Linked DNA regions of Gossypium hirsutum: regions 1 and 3 are each linked to region 2. The links are chromatin contacts, called in public Hi-C maps. All regions are on one chromosome and are shown on one strand. Each heading gives the region's core, a stretch centred on a gene start, on an enhancer-like site or on the middle of the called end of the contact. The rest is flanking DNA. Distances are from core to core; before and after follow the strand shown.

Region 1 (3,259 bases), core at 755-3,254, 520 kb after region 2:
TGTATCGTTGTCCATTATTTATGATCGAGACCCTTGATTCACATCTTGATTTTGGAAAAAGTTGCATAAGGCTTTGGGGACACGATTGAATTTTAGTTTAGCTTTTCATCCATAGTCTGATGGGCAATCTAAGTAGGTTATACAGATTTTAAATGATATGTTGAGGGGTTGTCTAATAGACTTCAGTGGCATTTGGAAGGAACACTTGTTGTTGGCTGAGTTTGTGTATAATAACAGTTTTTAATCGAGCATTCAGATAAGCATTATATGTTCACAAATGTCGTACACCTATATGTTGGGCTGAGTTAGGAGAGAATAAGATATTGGGTCTAGATTTGGTGCAAGAGGCTAAGAATGTAGTGAAGCTGATTCAAAATCGCTTGAGAGTAGCATTTGACTGACAGAAGTCCTACGCCGACTTAAGGTGAAAAGACGTTGAGTTCAATGTTGGGACTAAGTCTTCCTAAAGGTTTCACCATGGAAGAAAATATTGAGATTTAGACATAAAGGCAAGTTGAGTCTGAGGTTCATTGGGTTATATAAAGTTCTTAAGAGGATTAGACCAGTGGCTTATCAATTAGAGTTACCTCCGGAACTGGATCACATACATGATGTATTTCATGTGTCTATGTTGAGGAGATACCGTTTTGATCCTTCGCATGTGATTTCAATTGATGAGGTTGAGGTGAGACCCAATTTGACTTATGAGCAAGAGTTGTACAAATTTTAAACCGTGAAGTCAGGAAATTGAGGAAGACGCAGATTCCTTTAGTGAAAGTTTTGTAGCAGAATCATGGTGATAGCAAAGCCACTTGGGAACTCGAAGAGACTATGCGTCAAACAATATCATCACTTGTTTGGATTAAGTAAATTTCAAGGACAAAATTTTCTTTAAGGGGGTAGAGTTGTCACGCCCTAGAATTTATTTACTAAATTGTGCAAATTTGTAACATAAGGAAAAAATGGTTTTATGGTTTAGTGTGTTAATTAATTGCTAAAGGTCTCATGTTTGAATTTCCCTATACTTTTTTAGTTATTTTTCTCATCCTAGCTGTTACGAATTGTATTTGGATATTGGGATTTTAATTTCTTTTTATCTTGGACTTGAGATTCGAGTTATAATTAGTTTATTTTGAGTTTGAGATTATGATGAGTATCTTATTTGAATTTGGGTTTAGTATAATATATTTGTATTTCGGACTAAATATTTTAGAATACAAGTATTAGGTTTATAAATTTAATAAGAAAGATAAAAATTATTCAATTGTCTATATAATACAATAATGAGTAATAAAAGATATTTTTGTTAATTCGTATAATATAATAGAATAATAAATTTTATAGACAATAAGCATTTTAATTATTTTATATAAAAGAACTCTATTATATATAAAATTTATGTTTTTTACGAGTCAAATTTGAATTGCGTTGTAATTGTATAAAAGTAAAATGAATTATTATATTCGAAATTAAAATATTATAACTTATAAAATTCAAAATTATTTGAACATCACAACCTGCCTAACCCTATCCAAGCCGAAATTTGAAAAAAACAAAACTTGAAAAAATCTGAATTTGAAAGGGTCTGAACTAAAAAAAATCCATATCTAAAGTAAATCCAATCTAAACTTACCTGTATTTCAATTCTACTATTAACTATTTATTTCATTAAAAAACTTTAAATAATGACCTGATTATTGTTTTTGTTGATATTTATTTACTTCCAAAAGCTGTAATTTTTCAACAAATTAAATACATAATTACAAAATTTAATCTTCTACAGTATAAGCAAACTTGAATTGGTGTCTTCAAATGCTAACCATTACTCTAGAGCTGCTTTTCCCGTATTTAAGGGAAAAAAAACTGAGGCCACATATATATTTTGGGGCTAAGATTAGGGTCTGGGCTAAAAAATAGATCCCACAAAATTTGGACCCACAGATGATGACGTGGATGAAATCGGCCCTCCGAGTACCCAAATAAAAGTTTCCGTTAGTTTCGATACCAGCCTTATCTGCCCAATCCTTTCATTTCTCTTTTTCCTTTCACTCGCTGAACTGAGAAAGGAAAGGAGAAATGGAGATGGCAATTAGCTTCCATAACTCTTCCTTCAAATCTCCTTTCATTAACTCTAGCTCTAACCCTAAGCCTAAATTTCTATTTCCCACGCAGCTTTCCGGTCTCATCTCTTCTCCACTTTCTTCCTTCAACTCCAAAAGGACATGTCTCAAATTTGGTTCTAGGACTTTCACTAAACCGGTCAAGTGCTCTGTTTCTCAGGCGGCTCAACCTGCAATCGGTATTTTATTTCTTGTTTAGTTTTAAGTTGGTTTTTTTTGTTCTCTGAGTTCCTTTTTATTATTATTTTAAAGTTTGTGGTTGATTACTAGAGAAGAGGAGTCAGTTAAAGAGGCGAAGCGATATAAGGAACATAGCAATCGTGGCGCATGTTGACCATGGAAAGACTACTTTGGTGGATGCAATGTTGAAACAGTCAAAGGTGAACGAATGTGGTTTCTATCCGCTTAAGTCGTTCATAATTGTTTCAGTTTCTTTATGTATTGTTTCTTTTCTGTTTGCTTTGTGCCTATTTATTATTCTAATTTCTGAATTTGGATCGGGATAAGAGTTTTGTTTCGTGCCATTAGAGTTGCAGTGAAGACTACTCTTAGATTAAATTTATTTCAGTTTAGTCTAAAATACTCATTTTTTTGGGCGCTTTCATTTAAGCTAAAAGTTGGAGTTGAAAACCCTTGTTTGGCCTAGCTTTGATGATATATACATGAATGGGTTGAAGTTTATTAATGACAATTCAATAAAGCTGTCAATTTCAATCTCAAAAGATTACTCAATTCGTGACAATTCAAACAAGCTGTCAATTTTTAAGCTCAAAAGATTAGTTAATTTGTGACTATTTGGATTGAATCCAGGCACTTTGTATCACTCGATTTTGAGTCCGAGAGCTCAAGTTATGACTATTTTACTAAACACAACGCGAACAAAATTTTTGGACTTGATTATTGCTGGAATTTACGAGTTTTGGATTTTAATTCGAGTTTAAATCATATTGGGTTCAATTTTTAGGCTTAATTTTCATGATATATGAGTCCAATGTTGTATATATTAGGTTTTATTATTTTACTATTTATTTATATCGAACTTTAGGCTATTTTACTTCTTGTGAACTTCCAATTTACTAGGGTTCAACCTTAGGGGTTGATTAGAGCCATTAATTGAATTTGTTGAGGTTTATGTCTCA
Region 2 (3,785 bases), core at 710-3,209:
ACTGGTTCCATATAAATTCCCATGAACAGAAGCAAACTCGAGGAATTTCCCATGTTTTATATCATTCTCCATTACATTTCGCTCGGTAAAATGGTAATGAACTCCATTCTTCTCCAAGCCCCTTGGTGCACGAGTTGTATGGCTGACAGAAAACCCAAACATGGACGGGAATTCCTTCATAAGCATGTTTATTAATGTCCCCTTACCAACACCAGATGGACCGCTAATAACAACCGGCTTTTCTGCCTCGCCAGTCACACCTTTACTCCAGGCAACAACTTCAGTCCCAAAATCTTTCTTTTGTTCCTTAACATATTCAGTGTCCACCTACCGATATAGAAAAAATAAAACAATTATTACCATCAAAATGTTCAGATAGTTTTTATGCAACCACAAGCAGAGAAATTTATAACGAACAGAAAATATCATCAAAGGATCTTAAGTTTTCAAAAATACCAACCTCAAGAAACCAAATGCAATCATCCAGGGTGGAACCCCGAATGCTAATCATTATACGATCTTCATTTAAAAGAATGGCAGAATGGCCCTTACATGTCTTCGGTTTTGTTCCCAGGACTGTAGGAATCACCCTGAAAATGTTACCATAAACAATTAATTTGTAACTCTAAACTGAAACCAAAGAGGAAGAAATTGTGTTAGCCACAAACTAACCATTTCCCAGTAGATTTGTCATAAATCTGAATTCCAACAGATGATGCGGAATCACAGTTTGCCCCACCAATTACAAACTGCCAATAGAAAATCCACACAAATCTTCAATCAGATAAAGGTGATTGAACAACTCACGTAATAGACAACAAAGAGAAGCACTTTATGACAAAAGAACACCAAATTAGGCATTAAAGTATCATACTGTTTTGTCACCAACGTCGGTGAAGGTCTCAAAGCCTTTGGATTTTAAGCCAAATCCGGTTGAAAATCCATTTTGTAGATTATCAACAAAGAATGCTGGGGCTTCTCCCTGATGACCAATAACCAAAATAAATCAAATCACAATTAAGCCACTTTTTCCACCTTTGCTAAACCATAAAACTCAATAGCCTGCTAGTATCCCTTTCTTTTCCTGAGAAAATAAAAATGAAAACCAATTTTCACCCGAATATATCTATATATAAAAAGATGATAGGCTCACCATGGGGAACCAATGCCTCCAAAACAAGATTCCCCCTGATCAATACACATGGAGAGATAAGAGATCAAATAAAAGGAACTCATATTTTTGGGATCTACCAAACAATAAAAGAAGGAATCACGGATGGCATTGAATCAATACAAATTACATGTCAAACAAGAAACCATAATCGAAGGTAAAAGGGAACCATTTTTTACAGGTATAACAACTAATTAGATTTCTGAAACCAAAACCCAGATTCCAATCTAGCATTACAATCCAAAACATAAAAGTATGAACAGACAGGAAAAAACAACCAGAAATCAGATACAAGCTAAAATAATAAAATTTCAGTTGGGTTTTACGTCAAATTTCAAACAACCCAGGTCTCAAAAACGAGAGATAGAGAGAATAAACTTCAAAAAAAAAAAAAGAACACCAGATGCAATAACATGGCTAAAAAATAAATATAGGCGAAAAAAGGCTCGAAAAGAACGAAACAGATTGGTTAAACACCAAATTCATACCTTTGATAAGAGAAGAAAAAAAAAACAAGTTTATATTGGCTAGGCGGAGGATATTTCCCAAAAGGGATAGTATTATTAGAAAAAAGAATAGGAAGAAAAATGGGTATGTTTCAGCTTTGCGATATTCGTTTGGCCGAGTATTGGGAGTTAAATCAGATCAAAACATGGGATTCGGAAAGGAGAAGAATTGCAAGGAAACCTGAAATCCAATCACTCTTTTTATTTTGGTGAAGAGAAAGAGAGAGAGAGAGGTAGGCTTTTCTCTTTTTCGGTTGCATTCAATTAACGAAAACAAGAAGACCCCGTTGGCCCGGCTCTCATTTTCATACGAGGCTGTTGGGAAGCTTCACTTTTTTTTTTTCCAAAAATAAAAAAACAATTTGTTTAATACTAGGAATAGTAAGTTTTCTTTCTTTCTTTTTTTCTTATTATTATTTAATTCGTTCTGTTCTTTTAATGGCTCTTTTCTAGGGGAAATTTATTTATTTATTATATAAAAAAAGGGAAAAGAACAAAAGAATTAGAAGGCTTTGGCTTAGTCGTAAAGCGGTCATAGGTTAAGATAACCATTTTACCAAATAAATGGCAGGGGCAGCATCAAAGGGGGTTCGGAGCGGCCAAGGCTCCCTTAATTGGAAAAATATTACATTTGCATATTTATTTTTTATAAAATTCTTAAAAAGAGTATATGATCAAATTCAATTTTGGTCTAAAAAGTGATAAATTTTTAATTTAATTTATTAAAAATTATAAAAATATAAGTTAATACAATGATGAAATTGCATTTAGCTCTAAAAAAATGCATATTTATATTCCGGCTCCTCTAAAACTAATTTCTAGTTTCGCCTCTAGGTTATGGCAACTTCAATTCTCTTGAGTGAAGAGGAAGACGAACTAAAGCGTAGTAGCAAAAAGGTCAAGCATGACCAAAATCCAAGTCCTCAAATAGTTCCTCGACCATTTCTATCCTACAATGATTCATTAATGGTGTAATGACATTAAAATCACTATGTTATAAAAGTGACACTAATTTGAGATCCTGCATAATGAATTTCTTTGTATAGTGAGATGAGGTATATAATCAATAAAAGAGAAGGTTGATGCGTGTCAAAAGAAGTTAAATCAAGAAAGATGACGTGATATATTAATTTAAAAAAAGGACTAAATCACAAAGAGTGAAAAATGTTGGGGCTAAAGTATAAATATTTAAAATTTGTAGGGTTAAAATATAAATAGAAAAAGATGGACCAAAAGTGAAAATACCCTAAAGGCGAAAATGAGCCAAATGAAAATATAAAATTTTACTTGGGGCAAAATAGTCATTTTGTAAGAAAGATCATTTTGGAAAAATTACTAAAATTCCCTTAAAAGTGTAGATGAAATTTTAGCCATTGGATTTGCTTAATTAATTATGAAGTAGGAAATATGGGCCCTTAGATCAAAATGATGATGTTGGTGCGGTTTTATAGTATTTAATTATTATGTTAATAATATTTTATTAATATTTTATAATTTAAAGTGAATTTAAAAGGAAGAAAGATGAAGAAAGTTTTTCATACTTTCCATTTGCTTCCAACTTGTATGAGAAATGGAGAAGAAAAAAACTTTTTTTTCTACAATTTAGTCCTTTTTTTGTAAGGTTTATTGTTTTCACCCAAAATTAGTTAGAATTTCCATAGCCACCAAAAAGAAAAAGTGAATTAGAGATCCTAGAGAGTTTGATTGTCATATTGGAAGTAAGAAATTGGAGTTGGAAGTGGATAAAGTTGAGAAGAAAGTGAAAAGATTAAAAAGACAAGTGAGAAAGAAAAGAAAGTGATGGAAATATTATAGACAAAGGAAAAGACGTGACAAAAGTGTGAAAGAATGAGAAGAGAAAGTGAAATCTAGCAAAAGAAAGGTAAGTACTCATATGAGCTTTATTTATTTTCCAAAGGATTAATTTGAAATATGTATAAATTAAGTGTAGTGAATAAAAATTTAGTTGAAAACAATGTTAGTATTAAAGTATTAATGAAAAGTAATATTTAGAAATTATAAGAATCAAAGAGAGAAAAATCAAATATTATGAGACATGAAAAGTGATAGTGGAAAATAAACTTGAAGTGTACATAAAGAAATAGAAA
Region 3 (3,784 bases), core at 1,027-3,526, 940 kb after region 2:
TTTAAGAAGTTAGAAAACCAGCCCCAAAAGCTAGACTAACCTTCAAAGAACCTTTAACTCGGTCGTTCATCACAGCGCAAGGATCATCTGGATGTTCGTTTTTTATTCTTTGAACTTCCTGAAATGAAACAAGACATCAATCTCAATCCATCAATGATCAAAAGAGGGTATAGATATCATTTCATTTTGTAATAAAAGATTCGTGTATGGGATTTTTACCTCTTTTCATTGGTGCTATGATCCACACTAAGCTGAAAAGCAGTTAAATCAGGAATTGAACTAAATTTATCTACATCAAAACCTTCAAGATCATGCAGTGTTTCCTCATTAATCCTCTCCAAATCCTGTTTAACCTTCCCCAACCAGTAATCGGGCTCCGCCTTTTGCGCCAAAACCGCCCTACTATCACCAACATTCATCACATACACATCCTCACCTTTCATCAACATGACAAGCACACAAGAACCCATCAAAGCCAACTCTGGGTTCTCCATTAACATCTTATCAGCAATATCCAAATACTCTGTTTTATTCAAAGCCCGAGACAGAGCTTTCAAAACATCACCGTGATTTATCATCGAACTCGATTTATCAAACTTGTTTCTATTCAACTGTTCCTTCAATTTCCTATCAAGTTCTAATCTTTCCCTATCCCATCCACACTTCCACCTCCTTTGATTCTCTTCCCTCTTATTTGCCATGTCCTTATACCTCACCTTCGACCCCTCTCTTCTCTGAAAACGCTCAATCACTGAACCGTGTCTGCTAAATAATGCCAGAATTTACTTTTCTATGAGCAAAATTCCAAAATAAAAGACCTTTAGTCATACCAGAAAAAGAAAAAAAAAGGAACTTACACGAGCCAGCCAGTGCTGCTAAAAGTATGGAAAATGAAGCACCTTTCGCGACCATCTTCCTCTGATGATGGACGGAAAATGGGGAGTGTTGAAGGAAGCAGCTTTCATGGCAGAAACTTCGAGATGAGGATTTAAAATAGGGAAAGGGGAAAGGGGAGAAGAAGCTGTGTTTTTCCGGAAAATGTCTTACCAAATTCAAAAGGGTAAGACATTTTCCTAAAAAAAGACCCCATTCTCCCAACTTATGTAAAATATTTTACCGTAGGAAATTATTTTCACCCAACCAAACACCAGAAAAACCTGAAAAGCTTTTACGGAAAAGCTTTTACAAATTACCAAACGGAGCCTAAGTGTTAAAAATGCTCCAAAAAAAATAAAAGGCCAAAGTGACCAAACAGCCAAACATTAGGGGCTATTTTTGGCATTACGTCAATGTAATTTATTGTTCCTTGCAAAACAAGGTTGGAGGTTAGTTACGTTTCCAAATTCTTTACTTGCTTGTACGTTAAAACCTAAATACCATCCAACGACGTACTTCTTAAAAGCAAGGTTGAGGAATCTACCTTCTTTTACTTGGAAGAGTATATGGGCGACAAAAGGATTTCTCTAAGGATTTTTTGAGTTGGATTACCTGGTTGTTTGAAAATAATTCCTTGAATCAGTGTCGTATTTTTGTTTTCGGATTGTGGGCGATATGACCAACAAGAAACAGATGGGTGCATAAGAGAAAAAAAAATAACGGCATTAGAAACAGCAGATTTTGTAAGAAACTATTTGAGTGAATTGGACGGGCTGAAGATATACTTACTTGTCAAACCGAGGGAGGTAGGGAGGTGGAAACCACCAGAGATTCCCTTTGTGAAAATCAACTTTGATATCGCAACAATAAGGAGGAACATAGGTCTTGCTTTGGGATCGTTGTACGGGATTCAAAGGGGTCTAGGGTTATTAAAATGTGGGTTCTCCTTCGATTTTTGTTCCAGAGGCTATTGCATGTGTTCAAAGGCTTCAAATGGGGATGGATTTGGGGGTTATGGCTATAGAGGTAAAGGGGGATGCTCTATCAGTAATAAAAAAAAAACTACAAATGAAAGAGGAAGATAAATTGGAGATCGGTGCTATCATTAAAGACTGTTTACAGTTAAGTCAGGATTTCTAGATATGCAAGTTTCTATATGGCAAAGAAATGAAAAATGAAGTGGCAAATCTGTTGGCAAAAGGTTTAAGAAATGGAGAACGTAGAAACGAAAATGGAAGAGTACCTGATTACGCAGTGGAGATGGTGGAAAGAGACCATCCAAGGAGTGGGCTATCTTGTAATGGGAGTCGTTCTAGTTCTGTTTTTGCTGAAGTTGTAGGTTTTCGGGAAAATGAAGAGGAAAGGGGATTTCGGGAAAATGAAGAGTTTGTAGGTTAATGGGATTTAACTTATGTTGCCTCAGGTAATGATTTTACTGGGTCTGGGTCGAATCTTTCGGCCTTTCTATGTATTTTGGATTATTTTGTTTTGGGCTTTGTTTTCCAATAAATCCAACTATATTCATTCCAACTATATTCATTCAAAAAATAAACTTAAAAAGTTAGGTGAAATTAAAATTTAATTTTAATTATTCGAATAATAATTTTAAATTAATTCAAATGCTTGTGATTAAAAATCATTGACATTGCCAATAATACCTTAGTTTAATAGGAAAAATACACAAAAACTTTAAAATTTTGAAATTCAAATCTTATCATGTAATAAATTCTTTTCAATTTTTTTTATTTGTTAATTTTTATTTTCAAATATATTTTGATTATTAATCAGTTAGTTCATTTTAATAATTGATTATAACTGTCCACGTTTGGGTAGACTATTATAATTGCATTTGTAACTTATTAAAACAATAAATAAAAAAATCCCATCTCTACCATCCCTAGATACAAAACCATGTCAAATTTAGAAAGAAAGTAATAGTCATTTACATACATATATAGTAAGATAAAACTAAAAAGTGGTTTACAAAGTATTTATATCTATGATTCTGTATTGAGAATTATGTATTTGACATGGAATTAAGAAGGGAAAATAGGTTATTATGAAATGGATCAGAGAGGTGCTCAACTAGGTTCTGAACTGGACCTTTACCTGTCAAAGCTGCTTGGAAATAAAAGCCTAACCAAGCAACCATGGCTAGCCTCCCATTTTTAATCTCCTTCACCTTCAGCTCCTCAAAAGCTACTGGGTCTTTTGACAGCTTCAATGGGTCAAATAAAACTCCTCCCGGGTAATTAATATCGCCTGGCAAGTAAATCCCCAGAGGCTCCAATGCCTCTATCCCGCAATATCTTGCATACTCTGGTCCAACCTATATTGCAATCAAATAGTAACCAACAAAACCTCCAATTATTGAAACATTAAATCTTTGCTTGGTAGAGCGGAAAAAAAATTAGAAAGATAAAAAATTGAAGGGTAGGAAAATAAAAAGATCAAAAATATAATTTTTCTTTCCATAGATGTACTTGGTAGGAAAGATGAAAAAATAGAATCAACAAAGTAATTTTCCTTCCGTCATTTGCTTAGTAGACTTGAAAAATGAAATGGAAAAAAATAAAACATTTAAAAAATGCATAAGTTTAAACTAACATTCACATCTCTCTCTTATTTTCTCTCCTCTCATCATTCCAATATGAAAGAATTGGTTTTTATACATTAGAAAGAATTGGTTTTTATACATTAGAATGAAAAATAATCATCTCTCCTATTTCCTTTTTCTCACCTTTCTTTCCAACTAAACACACTCAAAATTTGTTTTCTTTCGACATTTCCACCCAACCAAGCACACCTTAAGTGTAAATGAAAATAAAAATAAAATTGCACAATCCTTAACAGTCTCTCTTTTCCCAACTATTGCATAAATGATATTTATGAAGGAAAGGGATCAGAA

Evidence for each region. Hi-C and Micro-C count contacts between places; a contact is called where the count stands out from the background.
Region 1: a contact with region 2 is called in a Hi-C map of leaf, with 2.7 times the contacts expected there. The contact joins the promoter of LOC107939239 here to the promoter of LOC107951632 in region 2. A contact is called at or near these places in 3 of 34 Hi-C or Micro-C datasets (callus and leaf).
Region 3: a contact with region 2 is called in a Hi-C map of leaf, with 2.6 times the contacts expected there. The contact joins the promoter of LOC107951819 here to the promoter of LOC107951632 in region 2. A contact is called at or near these places in 4 of 34 Hi-C or Micro-C datasets (callus and leaf).

What each region holds. Positions count from the first base shown.
Region 1 is chrA02:72,485,655-72,488,913 of Gossypium_hirsutum_v2.1, forward strand. It overlaps LOC107939239 (putative elongation factor TypA-like SVR3, chloroplastic), which reads left to right and starts at 2,005. Exons shown (of 14, transcript XM_016872540.2): 1 at 2,005-2,299; 2 at 2,391-2,500. The coding sequence starts at 2,077.
Region 2 is chrA02:71,966,309-71,970,093 of Gossypium_hirsutum_v2.1, forward strand. LOC107951632 (guanylate kinase 2) reads right to left here and starts at 1,960. Exons shown (of 11, transcript XM_041087260.1): 1 at 1,660-1,960; 2 at 1,154-1,188; 3 at 875-982; 4 at 673-749; 5 at 461-590; 6 at 1-327. The coding sequence starts at 1,156.
Region 3 is chrA02:72,903,178-72,906,961 of Gossypium_hirsutum_v2.1, forward strand. LOC107951819 (probable protein phosphatase 2C 4) reads right to left here and starts at 2,277. Exons shown (of 6, transcript XM_041087185.1): 1 at 2,120-2,277; 2 at 1,489-1,894; 3 at 858-958; 4 at 220-762; 5 at 41-118. The coding sequence starts at 701. The coding sequence ends at 103. It overlaps LOC107952373 (chlorophyll a-b binding protein 7, chloroplastic), which reads right to left. Exons shown (of 9, transcript XM_041087136.1): 9 at 2,779-3,205. The coding sequence ends at 2,894.